3 separate regions of the Mus musculus genome follow, and all the other regions are linked to region 1. Evidence: chromatin contacts called from public Hi-C data. All regions are on one chromosome and are shown on one strand. The core of a region is the stretch at or near the end of the contact, and the rest is flanking DNA. Distances in the headings are between cores, read along the strand shown.

Evidence for each region. A called contact is a pair of places that touch in the nucleus more often than the background predicts.
Region 2: a Hi-C map of adipose-derived mesenchymal stem cells shows a contact between it and region 1, with 2.0 times the contacts expected there. The contact joins the enhancer-like site here to the promoter of Orc4 in region 1. A contact is called at or near these places in 10 of 39 promoter capture datasets (3T3-L1-derived adipocytes, the C10 cell line, the HPC-7 cell line and 4 more), 2 of 484 Hi-C or Micro-C datasets (ECoMG myeloid progenitors and adipose-derived mesenchymal stem cells), 2 of 115 datasets of contacts at active chromatin or transcription factors (forebrain and neural progenitor cells) and 3 of 9 other capture datasets (adipose tissue, liver and pancreatic islet).
Region 3: a Hi-C map of uterus shows a contact between it and region 1, with 1.7 times the contacts expected there. The contact joins the enhancer-like site here to the promoter of Orc4 in region 1. A contact is called at or near these places in 9 of 39 promoter capture datasets (the 3T3-L1 cell line, 3T3-L1-derived adipocytes, the C10 cell line and 5 more), 1 of 484 Hi-C or Micro-C datasets (uterus), 3 of 115 datasets of contacts at active chromatin or transcription factors (the SCID.adh cell line, bone marrow-derived macrophages and embryonic stem cells) and 3 of 9 other capture datasets (adipose tissue, liver and pancreatic islet).

The regions. Positions count from the first base shown.
Region 1 is chr2:48,947,833-48,950,952 of GRCm38.p6, reverse strand. Orc4 (origin recognition complex, subunit 4) reads left to right here and starts at 1,686. Exons shown (of 14, transcript NM_011958.4): 1 at 1,686-1,836. It overlaps Mbd5 (methyl-CpG binding domain protein 5), which reads right to left and starts at 1,445. Exons shown (of 17, transcript NM_029924.2): 1 at 1,404-1,445.
Region 2 is chr2:49,202,623-49,205,742 of GRCm38.p6, reverse strand. The region is part of intron 6 of Mbd5 (methyl-CpG binding domain protein 5); the gene reads right to left. Among named protein-coding and RNA genes, the nearest start is that of Gm25215, 190 kb to the left of the region's middle. Within about 2 kb of position 1,457, at least 4 of the 459 cell types and tissues checked have an H3K27ac peak or open chromatin away from gene starts, as enhancers often do. A contact at or near this core is called in adipose-derived mesenchymal stem cells, where this site is marked.
Region 3 is chr2:49,140,716-49,143,835 of GRCm38.p6, reverse strand. All of the region lies in intron 5 of Mbd5 (methyl-CpG binding domain protein 5), which reads right to left. Among named protein-coding and RNA genes, the nearest start is that of Mbd5, 190 kb to the right of the region's middle. Within about 2 kb of position 1,450, at least 4 of the 459 cell types and tissues checked have an H3K27ac peak or open chromatin away from gene starts, as enhancers often do. A contact at or near this core is called in uterus, where this site is marked.

The DNA of each region.
Region 1 (3,120 bases), core at 437-2,936:
AAAGGTATGTGGGAAAAGAGAATACCAATGGCATTTAAACTTTAAGCATTTTAAGCTTTAAATATATAGTCAAACATGAAGCAAATATTTTTTACAAAAAAAAAAAAAGAGAGAGAGAGAGAGACAAGTGTAAAATCCAACCAAAGGCCTTATGAAGTAAAATTTGAAATTCGCTATGCCATTCAGACAAAATGAAAAATGGAGAAGCTAAACACCTAACGTAAAACCAGTCAAGTCTTTCAACACTAAAGTCAATATCCAAGCCACAGACAAGCAAAGAGAGAGAAACACTCAGGTCTACAACTGGTTAAAGCAGTTCCAACACAATTCAGATCCCGACATTTTCCCACTCAGAAACAAATGCAGGCAGCTTTTCCTGAGGAAAGAGGAAAAAAAAATCTCTCCAAACGTAATTTTTTAAGTGACATCCAGAAAGTATGCCTCTTTTCTGTCTCTTTCCCTGGCGCCTCATTGGAGGAAGGAGGGGGTTGTTTTTGTATTCTCCCCCAGTGAAGCAAGACACAATCAGATGTTAGCTGGAGAAAGCACTTTTGACAACAGCAAATAAAAATAAAAGTGTCCTTCCTTCCCTGACAGGGTGGACACCCCACCTCACACACCCCTCCTCACTCCCGCCCCTCCTTCACTCCCCCCCCCCCCAGCACCACCCCCTCCTCACCCCGGAGCTCCACTGCGTATGAGGTTTGGTGCTACTGCTGCCCCGGAGTGAAAGTCAGAGCCAGAGGAAGGCAATGGAGCCCCCACAGACACACTTACCTTTCCTGCCCCCCACTTTTGAGTGCCTTCCCTGGAGCTGTGGAGGATGACACAAAGGGTAATAAAGGGGGGGAGTGGAGGAGGAGGAGGCGAAGGAGGAGGAGGAGAGCTGGGGAAGTGGCTGCTCCCGGTGTAGGGAGATGTCTTCAGCCAGGGCCAAGCAGCAGCAACAGCAACAGCAGCAGCAGCAGCAGCAGTAGCAGCAGCAGCAGCCAAGGGTCTGTGTTGCTAAGAGGCTTTTGGTCTCTTTCTCTCCTTCTCTCCCGGCCACAGAGAAGGAGGGTGGAGGGGGCTCTGGAAGCAGGCGTGTGGAGGGCTGAGCGGGTAGGAGTCGTGGATGGGGGTTTTTCTAAGAAGAAGAAACTCCTCTCCTCTCTCAGGCTCAATTCCCCCACTCGGGGCTCAGAGCTGGAGGGTGGGGGAGGAACTCGGCCGCCTTCCCCCCACCCCCCTCAATTCAAGGTTGAAGTGGGGTAAAATTAGTGTCCTGTCCCTTTAAAAATAGAAATAAAAGGTGCCCCCCCTCTGCCACTGCCTCTCTCTTCATCATCAGCTGCTGCTGCTGCTGGGGTCTCTCTGCTTGGGGGGGAGGGGGGGCTCGGGGAGACGAGACGGGAGGCACTCACTGCGCATGTCCCGTTCTGACGGGAGGCTGGTTGGTGGAAGGCAAGGAGGAGGGGGAGGGGAGGAAATGAGATGGTTTTCCCAGAAGGCTCCAAGGCGCTGGCGACCCGGAAGCCATTGTAAGCAGGGGGTAGCCGGGCGGGGGCGGGAAGAGGGAGGAAGTTGCTACTCTAGAGCAGCCCCAGCTGCCTCCTCCCTCCTCTGGGAGAGCGGAGGGACGGAAGTAGGCGGGGACCGACCTGAAAGCAGGTCACGTGGTGGGGCGGAGCGGGGGCGGGGCCGCCAAAGCCGGCCGGTCGCCGTGCATGCTGGGAGTTGCTGTGCGCGGTGGGCTGCAGTAGGAGCAGCGGGACTGAGAAGGTGGTGAACATCCTTCGGTCCTCACCGTCGGCGGCGGCCGGCTTTGCCCGATTTAGGCAGGCTTGACTGGGAGAGGTAAGGCCGGTCTCGTAGGCAAGGTGAGGGCCGCAGTGGCTACGGGCGGGTGGACAATCTGAGGGGAGTGGGAGGCTCGTGCAGGCCGGGTAGGCCTAAAGCAGGAGGCCTGCCCCTGGCTCTCGGCTTCCGGGAGCTGCTGTGGACGAAGCGGGCACAGAGCTCAGCAGAGACGGGCTACAGAAGGCTTTTGGGTGAGGAACATGATTGGGCAGTGTTGAGAGGTCAGGTTCTCTGCAGAGAGAGAAGCACTACCTGCTTTAGAGCGTGCGACATATTTGGAAAAACCTAACCAGATGTGTGCCTTTTGATCAGCTTCTGCGGTAGCCTTGCTCATACACATCCTGCCTTCCTGACTTTTCTGTTTTCTTTGGGATTTTGGAGAAGCTGTAGGCATGTAGGCAAGGAACGGGCAGGAAAGGTCTGAGTGAGGGCTCCCTGCATGCTCTCTGCCTTAATGCTGCAAACACAAAAGACTGCCCGTTTGAGGATGCTTGGGATTGTTTGGTCTTTCATACAGAGTTTTGTCACTAAAAAAGAAAAGCCTTGAAATATTCTTTTCTTGTGGAGCTAAAGAGAAAGCTTTTTGTCTGGGTGTTTCTTTTTTTTATAGTGAAATAACGGCTTCTTTTTCATTTTAACTTTCTTCGTTAGTCTTTTAGCTGGTTTTTGTCAAGATACATCGGAGGACTATTACCTCGTCTTTAATAATCCAAGTTACATTAAAAAAAATTCAAAATCGGAGATCTTCGCACTTACTCTTACTTAGTCTTAACTATTTTAGTTCTGCTCAGTAGGATTCAGTCTGTTAAAAGTTACACATTTTCCCGAATTGTTCTTGGTGCAAGTCTATACAGTACGCTATTTAATGTATCCATTGCACGGTGCTTTTTTTTTTTTTTCCTTCGTCCTAGGGAGGTAATTATGTCAGATGGGTTCAAAACAAAACTCCAGTGCCCTAAAATTTTTATTAGAAAACCAAGTCTCAATCTTCTTATAGAAAACTATTATGACCTAGGTAAAACTTTTAAATCCTGTTTTGTGTAATGGCCTAAGTGTGTGGGAAACTGCACAAAACACAGATGTAGAGAACGACTGTAGCATACATAACCTGTAACCACTATGAATCAAGAACCAAAACATGGGTAGCAGCTGGCAGGAACAGGCCCACTAATTGCTTCCAGGCCTCTCTTCCTCTGGTGCCACCTTACTATTATCTTGATTCTTGTGATTCACTGCTTTTCTTTTAGTAAAAATGTATGTCAGCGCTTCTAAACAAATTCT
Region 2 (3,120 bases), core at 208-2,707, 260 kb before region 1:
CTGAAGGAGTCTGAAGCCCCATAGGAGGAACATCAATATGAACTAACCAGTACACCCAGAGCTCCTTGGAACTAAACCACCAATCAAAAACTCATGGTGGAATTTGTGGCTCTAGCTATATATGTAGCAGAGGATGGCCTAGTCGGCCATCAATGGAAGGAGAGACCCTTCCATTGTGAAGGTTCTATGCCACCGTATAGGGGAATGCCAGGAACAGGAATAGGAGTGGGTGGGTTGGGGAATAGGGGGAGGGAATATGGGGTTTTCGGAGGGGAAACTAGGAAAGGGGATAACATTTGAAATGTAAATAAAGAAAATATCTAATAAAAGAAAACAAGATTTATAAAGTTAGGACCTATAAACAAAACAAAACAAAACTCAAGCAAATAAATATCTCTAATCGCTCTTACCTTGGCCACCCCGTAGGAGATTAATCCATAAAAATCTACAAATACACAAGTCTTTCCAAGTTAGATTTAAACAAACAAAATAAAGAAACCCAACAAACAGCCTGTCTCCTGCTCAGCTCTTTGCAGCTTCTTCCTGGAGCAGAGGAAGCTACCCTCTTGTAACTTTCCCAAGTAATCTCTTGTGTGAGATTTGTTATGTGGGAGTCCTTGGCTCCCGACACCGTTCCCTTCAGATGTAACATTTCCATGGGGAACCTTTCCCCTTCACAGTTCAACATCTGTACCGGGGAAGCTTTGGCCCTCAGCATTGCAACAATTACAGCATAACAGGTATATAACAGAACACAGAAGACAGAAAGGACACTGAAGATGGCAAGAGGGGAAAACACAAAAGCAGGCCCATCACAGTAACACCATAGTTTCTAATGGAGACCACAAGAGCCGGAATGGACTGTTGTTCTCTAAGTCATGAAATACCAGATATACCAACTTCGACTACTGCAAACTTCATCTTCAGCAAAACTATCAGCTGCAGTTAAGGGAGACAGGACAACTTTCTATGATAAAATTATATTTAAGAGATCTGGAACAATAGGCCAGCTCTACAGAGAATACAGGAAGGAATACTTAGGTCTGAAAAGAAAAGGGTTAAACATGTTCGCCAAAGGGCAAAAGAGACAAATATTGATTGTCAACATGACAGGATCTAGAAGACAAACTTTAGGTATGTCTCTGATTTTCTATATTGCATTAATTGAGACTAGAAAAATCCCTCTGGAGAAAGATGGTGCCAGGCCCTGGGCTTGGATCCTGGACTGAATAAAAAGGAGAGAGTGAGCTGAACACTAGCACTCACCTCTCTTCTTGAGTGCAGTAGACCAGATGTCTCCAGCTGCCCCTTCCTTCCTTCCTTCACCAAGTTTCTTTCTTTCTTTCTTTTTTTTTTTTTGATCATATCAATGAAAAAATTAACTAATACAACCAAGGGTAGTCTCTGACTCACAGTCCTCCTGTCTCAGCATCGTGAGTGGCTGAGATTCCAGGCATTTACTCCCACATGAATGATTCATTGTTTCATGTGGTATTTGGTTGTTGTATTAGGACAGTCATTCAGGGTAAAACAATCTGACATACTGCTGGAAACAGACATCCTGATAATAATTTTCTATTTTACATCTGTGTTTTTAAAAAATATTTAAAAAGTATTAGTATTTTATAATAAAATGACAGTTTATGAAGTAACTGGATAAACTTTAGCCAAGGTGCACGAGACCATTCCTCCCAGTGACTACCTCTTTTAATGTTAGTGAGGAAAAATAACAACTACTCACCTCAATTATTTAATTACATTTTTTCTAGGACATTCCTCAGTTTGTCCTAATTCCTTTCACTTGATACAACAGCATTTACAATGTAAACCCCACCAATACTAACAATAGGAGGGTTCATCTACACATAAAAAAACTATTGTTTTCCAATTGAGTCCATGAAAAGTCAAACATTTTAATAACCTAATCATATTTTTTTAAAAAATATTTCTTGCTATATATTGTTAAAACACATTTAAACTATATTTCATTATATCTGTATACTTCAATAAAAATATGGACATTAGAAAGAGACATTAAGAAAAAGCTAGATAAGCAAATAATTTTAAAAAGTTCGCTTGCCAGAATTATTATTTTTACTTTAAGACAGACTAGAACATTTTTCTTATTAAGGGAAGAAAAGTTTGAGTAGTTATGGTAAGGGAGAAAAGGGCTATTTAAAACTGCTGAAGAACTTTTCCTAATATACCATAAAAACTGAAACCACTGTGATAAAATGGAATTATTTATTCTCCTTAAGAAAAAAAATAATTGAACCATGCCTTCGTAATCACAAGGCAGTAACATCTTATGAAGTAAAAAAATGCCTGAAACAAGAAAATGAGAAGTCGTTCTTCAATTTAGCAAAGATGTGTTTCTTAGCTTTTGAAACAGGGTAGTAATTCTGGAGGTTAATGCACCAAGTACCAATATTATTCAGGTCAGCTTTGAAATTTATTAGAAACTCAAAATACCACTAAACCGATTTTTCTATTATTCTATCTTTGCTTATAATAGCTCAAGATTAACATATCAAACAGTTTTACCTAGATAAACTATTATTTCTTAAAGTAAAAGTGTATTGCTTTGACTTATTCTGCAGATACTGAAACTGCCATGTCAATTTTAAGTCATATATATCTTTTTTTAATATTTTTTATTAGGTATTTTCCTCATTTACATTTCCAATGCTATCCCAAAAGTCCCCCATACCCTCCCCCCCACTCCTACCCACCTACTCCCACTTTTTGGCCCTGGCGTTCCCCTGTACTGGGGCATATAAAGTTTGCAAGTCCAATGGGCCTCTCTTTGCAGTGATGGCCAACTAGGCCATCTTTTGATACATATGCAGCTAGAGTCAAGAGCTTTGGGGTACTGGTTAGTTCATAATGTTGTTCCACCTATGGGTTGCAGACCCCTTTAGCTCCTTGGGTACTTTCTCTAGCTCCTCCATTGAGGGCCCTGTGATCCATCCAATAGCTGACTGTGAGCATCCACTTCTGTGTTTGCTAGGCCCCGGCATAGTCTCACAAAATACAGCTATATCCTTTCAGCAAAATCTTGCTAGTGTATGCAATGGTGTCAGCGTTTGGAAGCTGATTATGGGTGGACCCTGGGATATG
Region 3 (3,120 bases), core at 201-2,700, 190 kb before region 1:
CTACTATGGCACAGTTTACCTGACATAAATCTGCACCAGGCTCAGCACCAGGCTCAGAAAAGAGATAGCTAAAGAGTACTGGTAAGGCTGGGGAAGTCTGTATGTGTGTGTTTGCACATGTGTACATGTCTGTGACCCCACAGTCAACCTTGAATGCCATTACTGAAAGCTATACTTGGTTGTTTTGGAGGCAGGGTTTTAAGACCTGGAAATTGCTGATTAGCCAAGTCTGGATGGACAGAGAGCTCCACATATTGAACTGTAGTCTCCTCAGACTGAGACCCTAAGCCTGGCCTAACAGATAAATGCCAGTGCAACCTCAGGTCCTTATTCTGGTGTAGCAGACACCATACCTAATCTGAGTAAACCCCAGTCCTGAGAATAGCTAAGCCTTTTTTATTCACTGAAAATATCACACATGTGCAAATGAGTGTATAAAATCAAATATCCTACTCGTTACCTTTCTCTAGCTCCCTCCCAAAATTCTCCAATGCGTCTCCCTCCCAACTTCAGGTCATATCTTAAAACAAAACAAAACAAAACAAAACAAAACAAAACAACAACAACAAAGAATCACTGAGTCCATATGAACACATGAAATGGGGCCATCCACAGAGTCTGGGCCCAACCACTAGCCATATCCAAAGAGAAGTGGTTTACCTCTCCTTAGCAGATAACAGCTCCACATCAGGAGGGAAGGTGCAGAGCAAGGCAAGGGCAGCGACTAAGTATTAACAGTCAGTTTATAATAAAAAGAATATTTAGTAGTAAAAATCGCCTTAGAAGATAATTTATATGCACACAGTTAATAACCTCAATAACACACACGCATATGCACGCATGCACATACACAAACACATACAACAGTATTGTTTAAAAAGTTCACCCTGAGTTATAATATATGCTGATGCTTTATCTATTACTACATTAGTCTTTTAAGAATTTTCATGAGTTAGATATACTTTTTAAAAAACAAATGAGGAAATAAAGACTCTGAAAAGTTGAATCTTATAAAATAATATCGCCATCAAAATTTAAATCTATTCAATTTGAGTCCATAAGTCAGGTTCCAGAATATGAATTGCTAGGCATGTTTTTATTGTGATCACCATACCTGGGCAGCAGTCTGACCTGTATATATGTCATACATGACAGGCTTGACAAAGATTGAAACTGTAATTTCCAAATCTTAGTGTGGAAACTACATGGATGCTACTGTAAATGCACATTTAAGACACTTCTGTGAATCAGATACTCAGTGATCACCAATAAAATACAAATTACAAAGTATAAGAGATTTCGAAAAACATTAAAAAAAAAATAGCTGGCTAGGCATGGAGGCCTACTACTAAAATGCTAGAATTTGGGAGTTTGGAATAGGATGACTATGAGTTTGGCAAGTTCTAAGGGTAGCCTACACTCAGGAAGGCTGTTTAAAAACAAAGCTGCACTAAAAATAGAAACTGGCACGTCACAGATCATAAATAATAAGAGTGAGCCAGTCTCTTAGAACATGAAATTGCAATGAGATGTGAATTCCTAAACTGTGAAATAGACTGAGAAAGAATCCTTTGGAGCTAATTAACCTTTATACAAAAAGCCGAGGTCCTAAAATCCAGGCCAATCAATCCACTGACTCAGTGACATAGTAAGGAAACGTATAGAACCAGAACAAACCTGTAATTACAAAGTTAAAGCATCTGAGGAAAACTGAAGCTAAGAGAGTAAAACAGCACAGCAGAGGGATCTGTAGATGAAGAGAATGGGAAATGAAAAACGATGGATATGCTCATAGAGCAAAACAGAAAAAATTATTATTATTATTGTTAATTTAATTTTTTTTTTGAAACAGGGTTTCTTTATGTAGTCCTGATGTCCTGGAACTCACTATGTAGACCAGGGTGGCCTTGAACTCAAGAGATTTGCCTGCTCTTGTGTGCTGGGATTAAAGGAACGCACCACTACTACCTGGCTCAGAAATTATCTCAAAATAAACTCTTAGATTCATAAAGAGGGAAGAAAGAGCACCTATGTAAAGTAACAAGAAATTGTATAACAAACCAACGAAAAAGATGAGAACAGTTATATAGAGAATCACAGCAAAATTATTAGAAATAAACATTCACCAATTGAAAAAGAAAACCTTAGAGGGAGACAAAAATTCTACATTGTTGCTCTGACAAGGTATCACATCTAAAGATAAGATCCTGCCAAAATGAAGACATGCCCCGGTTTACAGTATGATCTGGCTGGAACACAGGCATGCCTTTAGCATTCTCCTTTAATCCATAACATTGAAGATAAGTGAGTTTGTACAAGGAAACAGCCATGTTTGAAAGTAAAGTCTAATTAAGGGGCAGACAAAATGATGAATCAGAGAAAGATTTGACAGAATGAGTCAGATATGATATACCCAATTCACATGAGAACAGCAGAGAGAGAGAGAGAGAGAGAAAGAGAGAGAGAGAGAGAGAGAGAGAGAGAGAGAGAGAGAGAGACTACTTAAGAGCAAGCAGAGAGAAAAAGGGTATGGTGTGGTATGATGTGGAGTGGAGTGGTATGGTGTGGTGTAGGTACTGTGTATGACGGTTTTACCAGGGAAATTTGACAGAGACAGGTTGAAGAGAGAACAAGCTAGATATAGGTGAAGACAGAATGAACCAGAGAATGAGAAAGAGCCAGAAGATTAGAATATATTGCTAAAATTAATATGAGGCCAAGTAGAACAAGTTGTTCAGAAGTCGAGGAAAACTGGACTGAATCAGTCATCTTGGAAGATTAGGTCATATGGAGGCTAGAAGCTTTCAGCCCTAGGCCGAGGAATAGTCAGAAAGAAAAGAAAAATACTCTGGGCTTAACCCAAATTGGGTATTTGCACAGCACAGTATAGCTTTCATCTCATTCCTCCTGAGGAAATAAAAGTGACATTTACAAATTTGGAAAATAGAAATAAGGAGGTCTCTCAGATGAGAAGAAAACTGAAAGAAGAAAACTGGCTGGGCAGTGGTGGCACATGCCTTTAATCCCAGCACTTGGGAGGCAGAGGCAGGCAGATTTCTGAGTTCAAGGCCAGCCTGGTCTACAGAGTGAATTCCAGGACAGCCAGGGCTATACAGAGAA